Linked DNA regions of Anas platyrhynchos: region 2 is linked to region 1. A link is a contact called in public Hi-C data. All regions are on one chromosome and are shown on one strand. Each heading gives the region's core, a stretch centred on a gene start, on an enhancer-like site or on the middle of the called end of the contact. The rest is flanking DNA. Distances are from core to core; before and after follow the strand shown.

Evidence for each region. A called contact is a pair of places that touch in the nucleus more often than the background predicts.
Region 2: a contact with region 1 is called in a Hi-C map of F1 follicle, with 2.2 times the contacts expected there. The contact joins the promoter of CCN2 here to the enhancer-like site in region 1. A contact is called at or near these places in 2 of 8 Hi-C or Micro-C datasets (F1 follicle and subcutaneous adipose tissue).

What each region holds. Positions count from the first base shown.
Region 1 is chr3:62,658,577-62,662,149 of IASCAAS_PekinDuck_T2T, forward strand. No RefSeq gene overlaps it. Among named protein-coding and RNA genes, the nearest start is that of MOXD1, 79 kb to the left of the region's middle. Within about 2 kb of position 1,980, at least 2 of the 8 cell types and tissues checked have an H3K27ac peak or open chromatin away from gene starts, as enhancers often do. A contact at or near this core is called in F1 follicle, where this site is marked.
Region 2 is chr3:62,856,208-62,859,578 of IASCAAS_PekinDuck_T2T, forward strand. It overlaps CCN2 (cellular communication network factor 2), which reads left to right and starts at 1,835. Exons shown (of 5, transcript XM_027454509.3): 1 at 1,835-2,079; 2 at 2,184-2,409; 3 at 2,497-2,748; 4 at 2,983-3,194. The coding sequence starts at 2,023.

The sequences.
Region 1 (3,573 bases), core at 730-3,229:
AAGGGATAATAACATTCATCATAACAAAAGGTTTCTACCTAGGATAAACACTTCCTCACAATTACTTAGATTGCTTACATAAAACTGGAGCTTCACATTATTGTTTATATACAATTTATGATTTACCGTTTATAATAGTAAGTAGTGCTAGTAAAATAATCAGTTAGTAAGGGTGAACATTAAATGAGGGTCAACTGCTCAATTAATATCACATCCTTTTAGTCTATATTTTTTAAAGTTAATATACTGGGCTGTTCCTGAATTTAGTCTATGCACCTGTTTTTGTGAAATAGTATAATTTGAAATATTGAGGCTTTAAAATATGATTAGTCCACAGTCCACAGAAAGTCTGGGAGATAGATCTTTATACCACAACAATTTTAAATAGGGTGTTCTTTAGATTTGGCATAATACTCTTTCTAAGACTGACTTATCACAGAAAGATGCAGGAGGAAATGGAAGAGTCAATAACACCAGCAGCTCAAAGACATAAAAAAAGATAGTAAGAAAAATGACATCTAGCTCACTACATGCTTAGTGTTCAGCCCACAGCAATTTACCTGCAATAAATAGATAGAGTGCTTTATATTATCTGTTATTTATTGATCAAATTTGGGAATACTGTAGCGTTGTGTCCCCAGAGACATTGTCTTGGATAGAGGATCATGGTATGGAGCAATCAGATGATAGACCTGCTCTGTTGCCACGAGGAAATTAATCTTTTAGGGGAGAAAAAGAAGGGGAACCATATCCTATGCTTACATATTGTGATAGGGTAGCTCTTGTGTTGGATATTTGGTAAAGCCTAAGCACATCTGGTAAAGCCCAGCACAACTGCTTCATGCCAGGCACAGCTGGCTTGTGTCAGCCCTCTCAGGGATCCTAACCTCCACAAGTCACAGGTGCTGAGGAAGAGGGAATGAGGTTTTTAGATTTCTTCTGACAGAAAAATATGCAAACTTTGCTTCCTTACATATTTCAAACAGTCAGATGCCCTTTGCAAAATGTCTTGATTCTTCAGTTTTATTGATGCTGTCTTGAGCTTGCTGCTTGCTATCTGCTCAAGGTAGGAGGGGGAGGGAAATCATAGTTATATTTCACCAAGGGGCACCAAAATGCTTTGGCTTTGCTTGCATTTTTTTTTTCTTTTTCCACATCTAAATGTTGAGAATTTAAGATGTTTGAGTATCTCACAAACAATGCCTGTTTGTTAGAGAGAGCTGGAGTGATGCTTCAGACTTCTTGACAGTCATTGTGACTGAGACTTGTCATTCTCAGAGGTGTTTCTTAAAAGTCCCTTTTTTAAAATCAGATTCTGTGAAAAAAATTTCCCTTAAATTTTATGTCACATCTTACAGTGTACATTCATATGCATATGCACAAGCATGTTTTTAATTCCTGAAGTAAATTGCAAATGCTTTATTCTTTCAGTCTATTTGCAAAAACTTCATAGCGAACACTTAATATTCCAAATCTCTTCACCATTTGGCATGCATTATTCTTGGTGGTTTATTATTTACTAGACTACCTTGTTACTGGCTAAGCCATAGAATGACATGAGGAGACAAGGGTAACAGTAATGAGGGAAAAAATGGGACTGGTAATAAGGATGTTTTGGAGTCTAATATCATGGCTTTTTTAATCTCATGCAGGCCTATGAGTGCCACACACTGTATTATCACAGCTAATAACTGCTACACTGGGCTGTTTCAAAGCTATGCTGCCAAATCTCTCTCTCTTTTAGCACCTCTTGAGTGAACTACGAGAGCTTCACTATTTATGAAAATTCTGGAAAATGCCCATCTTATTTAGCATGAGTTTCTGATTAAGCTGGTACAAGCAATGAAAATAGACATTTACATACTTTCCAAATGAAAATCAGATCCAAAAAGCATGGAAATTCTTGCCACTGCTACCAGGAAATGGTGAAACCACAGCAAGACCTGACCTTGACTTGTGTGATCTGTGTTCTCAGCTGAGCTATGTTCATATTTTCCACATTTTCAGTAAAAGATACATGCTCTGAGTGAGAGCTTCTGCCCTGGCATGGCCCCTTTTCACACCCTGAAATGAAAGGGCTGGTAAGGGAGCTGGGCTGCCACAGGAGTACTTCTCCCTGCGGGCAGGGAGAGGTGACTGTCCCCTGCCCTCTGGCCACTGGTGGGGCTGTACTACCAGCTGTCTTCATCCAGATGTTGGGAGGAGGGAGATGTCCTGCCATTCACATTGGCATGGAAAAAACATGAGAAGGCCTTCTAAGGCATGACATTTTGTGACATTAACAGGAGCACAGCTACTAGATTATGCCATCTCTCTGCTCAGCACTTGTCAGACCATGTGTGGACACTGCCTCCAGTCAGGGCCCCTGGGGTGGGAAAGACAGTGGCAAACTGGAGCAAGCTTGGCATGGCCAGGCCAGAGCAGGTCTGGGGCCAGGAGCTGAGAGATGAGACGGGGCTGAGGGCTGCCAGCAGCCCCCGTGGGGAAGCAGTGGAGGAGACACAGCTATGGGTGCGTGGTGGAAGGCCAACAGACAACGGGCAGGCCTTGGGAAGAGAGGCTGAGACTGTAAGGGAAGGGTTGTTGTGGTGGGGCTGCGGGCAGCGGAGCAGGTTCTGTGGGGGTTTGCACACCCAAGTGGGCACAGCCCTGAGTAACCTGGTCCAGCCCCACAGCTGGCCCTGTGGGGAGCAATGGGTTGGACTAGGGACCTGCTGAGCTCCTGCTCAGCCTGAGTGACACTGATTCAGTCCTCTAATTCTATCATATCTAAAACCATATTTACCTGATAAATGGGAATTACTCTTTCAAAGAGACTCCATGCTCTAATGAGATGAGCATTCAACTTTTGAAATTGTCAATCTCTCCCTCTACTCATCATATTGGAAAAAAATAATCCATAAACAGCAAGTGCTATAGCATCTTTGAATATGTTTTTCTGTCTGCAAAAGAAATTACCAAAGTTTACCATTGGAGGGAGATAGAGATGAAGCTTTTGCTCTCCAACAAAATATAACGGTCTATGCAGAGAGGAAACATGAAATAAACAAATACTTCTAGGCCAGGTGCTAAGCTTTGTAGTTAGGTTGACAACAAGTTGCTGAATGCCATTGTATTCACTATTATTATAAACTCTGGGAATAGATATTCCTCAGCAGCCAGAAGTAGCAGGTCCCTGCCCTGAAGACAGGGTGACCTAAGATCACAGGGTTAAGCTTATAAAAAGCACCTATACTCTTCTGAATCAAAAGGAATTAAGCTTCTAGAAGACTGATGTTCAGGATGGGATATTCAGTGTGGTACTGCAGCACCTCTCTTTTAGATGTCCTAGTGAACTCCACTGCCTGAAAGGTAAGAATCCTACACTCCTTTCACAATATGCAGAGAGGTCTAAATCATTATCAACTGGATCCACAAAAGCCAGTGTACCTTTAATTATATTATAATATACGTATAATACATATGCTATGTACTATATACTAACATATAATATTATCTGAATTCCCACCTTTTCCTAGTCTCCAGACTGATGGGAACTGGTGATTTTTGATCACAAGTCACAGTCTTCAGCTC
Region 2 (3,371 bases), core at 585-3,084, 200 kb after region 1:
CAGCAAACCTGAAGAGCACTGATTCCTAACTCACTTCACTGGCTGGCACAACTTGTAACTCAGGGGGCTAATTCCCAATTTGTGTCTGTGCAAGAAGTAGTTCTGAGGTCCAAATGCCTGTGTAAGTCTTTTTTCTCAGGGCAGCAAGTGGATGGGGCTTGCTGTACTTGGCCCACAGTGTGAAGACTTAGGACAGATTTATCCTTTAATTTTGGATTTCCTGGCTTTCTGGTGGTTTGTTACTTTTAAACAGACTTTTTCTGCTGGTGAGATTCTCAGGTTTTGTTTAATAAAATTGATTCTCTGTAAAAAACCTCTTACATGGAAAGTTATAAAACATGTCTAGAGCCTCTCTCTCTCTGATGTTCTCCTACCATATTTAGACATTTAAAAAAGGCATTCTGTTTACCTGGTTACATTTGCATTTTGGTATGCATGTCATACATAGTTTGGTACACATATTATTTACCCAGCACTGAGGCCATTGGAGTTCTTCAAGTAAATAGAGATTTCAGGCTGCCTCATGGTTGAGAACATATATTATTTACCATAACTGTTCCTCTGGGACTTTTTCTCTTTCAGAGCCAATCTCATTTCTTTTAATGGAGAACTTCAAGTAGACGGAATGACATCCAAATGACTTAAGCAGCCAAAGTACAGGGTTGGCAGAATATAAAGACAGTTTTACGGTACAATATATCCTACTGGGGCTTTACATGAAAATGTATCTTTCTCCCTCAAGAATCCTGTGAATGCATATTGCAGTGTCACGCGTGGATATGAGCACACGTGTACAGAGGGATGGAAAGAGGGAGAGATATGGCAGCGGCAGAACAACTACACGCAGAAGATGCTGTCTTTTAATATACCCACCAGATTCCAATTTGCCTAACAAGATGCGTGAAGGCAATCTCTCTCATTAAACGCTAACATACTTCTGCGGGTCAAGAGTCAAAACGCAGGCATTCCTCGTGCCAAAGCGGAGGTCAAACAACATGACATCACTGAATATTCACATGGTGCGCGGGGAGTGGGGGGAAGAACCATCCTTCTAGCCTCAGAAAAAAAAAAAAAAAAAAAAAGAAAAGAAAATGCAAAGCCTGAGAGTTATCTGCAACGGTTTAATCCAAACCACAACACGTAGGTTTGGGGTTCGGTCAGATCCACGGCACGGTGCTGGGGTTTCAGCTGAGCACGGTGGCACGCCTGGTTGGCCTCCCGGGACGGTCCGACAGGGAGCTCGTGAAGCAGGGCTGTGCTAAGACTGTGTTGCTCAGGGATGACAGCTGCACACAGGCAGCGGGAAAATAATAGCCACTTCTTCCATGCTCCAGACTCGCTCCGCTGTGCCAAATATTTCAGAGTAAATAGGCACTCTCTCTATTCATAGAGAGCATCTATTAGGAAAGGAACACATTACAAATATTCGGTATGATTCAGGAGGACACAGAGTCAATTTATACACCCCGCGGGGTAATTATACCTTTTTTGGTCGTAACAAAACGCTCGGAATACGCCGGGACGGGCGGCGGGCACCGGCCGGCGAGGGCCTGGGGGGGGGGGGGGGAGGCGAAGCATTCCCGGGCCGCCCCTAGCAACCGGCCGGGCGCGGGGCGGGCCGCGGCGTGAGGAAAACACGGCGATTTTTTTTTTCTTAAAAAAATAAAAGGGAAAAGGAGGAGGGGGGGGGGCGGAGGAATGCGGGAGCCAGGGGTCAGGGCCGCTCCGGGGCGGGGCGGGCGGCGCGGCGCGCAGGAATGCGGGGAATGCGGCTGCTGGTGCGCGGCCCCATTCAGCCCATTGGCGGGGCCGCGCCGCCGCCGCCTATAAAGGGGCGCCCGCCGCCGGGCTCAGCAGTCACGCAGCCACTGTCCCGGCAGCTAACGGAGCATCGAGCACAGCAGAGCACAGCCGAGCCGTGCCCAGCCGAGCCGAGCCGTGCAGCGCAGCTCAGACACCGCCCGCAGCAGCCCCGCCGAAGGGAAGCGCCCCGCCGGGACCTCGCCTCGCAGCCGCCTCAGGATGTCCCCGTCCAGCCTCGCCGCCGCCCTCCTCCTCCTCGTTGCCGTCCTCGGCCCGGTAAGTGCCGCCGCCGCTGCTGCTGCTGCCCCGGGCTACGCCGGGCACGGCGTCGGCGGTGCTGACGGCCGCTGTCTCCTTCTCTCCCCCCGCCGCCGGCGCAGGACGAGGCCCGTGGGCAGGAGTGCAGCGGGCAGTGCCAGTGCGGAGCCGGGCCCGGCCCCAGCTGCCCCGCCGGCGTCTCCCTGGTGCTCGACGGCTGCGGCTGCTGCCGGGTGTGCGCCAAGCAGCTGGGCGAGCTGTGCACCGAGCGCGACCCCTGCGACCACCACAAGGGGCTCTTCTGCGACTTCGGCTCCCCCGCCAACCGCAGGATCGGCGTCTGCACCGGTGAGTGGGGACCGGCACAGGGGGACGGGGACGGGGGTCCCGGCGGCCGGGGCTGAGCCTGACCCCCTCTGCCTCCTGTCCCCGCAGCTCGGGACGGCGCCCCGTGTGTCTTCGGCGGCATGGTGTACCGGAGCGGGGAGTCCTTCCAGAGCAGCTGCAAGTACCAGTGCACCTGCCTGGACGGGGCGGTGGGCTGCGTGCCCCTCTGCAGCATGGACGTGCGCCTGCCCAGCCCCGACTGCCCCTTCCCGCGGAGAGTGAAGCTCCCCGGCAAGTGCTGTGAGGAGTGGGTCTGCGATGAGCCCAAGGAGCAGACTGCTGTGGGACCTGCTCTTGCCGGTGAGTGGGGGTCCCACCGTGGCTGGTGGGCTGAGGGGAAAGGGGTGCATGCATTGGGGTCAGGTGTAGCAGGGTGGGTTGATGTGGGGCTACCCCAGCAGCCAGAGGGCAACAGTAAGTGGGATTGTCCCTCAGATAAATGTGGTTGCTGAAACTTCTCTGGGAAGGGGACAGTGCATCTCTCAGGGTGCAAACTCAGGTTGTGGCCTCATCCTGGTTGTCTGTCCCCTGCAGCTTACAGACTGGAAGACACTTACGGTCCAGACCCAACCATGATGCGTGCCAACTGCCTGGTGCAGACCACTGAATGGAGTGCCTGCTCCAAGACCTGCGGCATGGGCATCTCAACCAGGGTCACCAACGATAATGCCTTCTGCAGACTGGAGAAACAGAGCAGGCTCTGCATGGTCAGACCTTGTGAAGCGGACCTGGAGGAGAACATCAAGGTAAAGAGTCTCAACTTTAATGTATGACTTACTAGGATGCTTTCATCAGCTGGCAAAATAGTATGTTGCCAAAAAATGTGGTGTTCTGATAGGCAGTACGTTTCAGTAGTAAATTTCAAGTGGCTCGTCATGAGGTTTGAGTTTTGCCCCAGCAGTGAATATTTTGCAATTAAATGT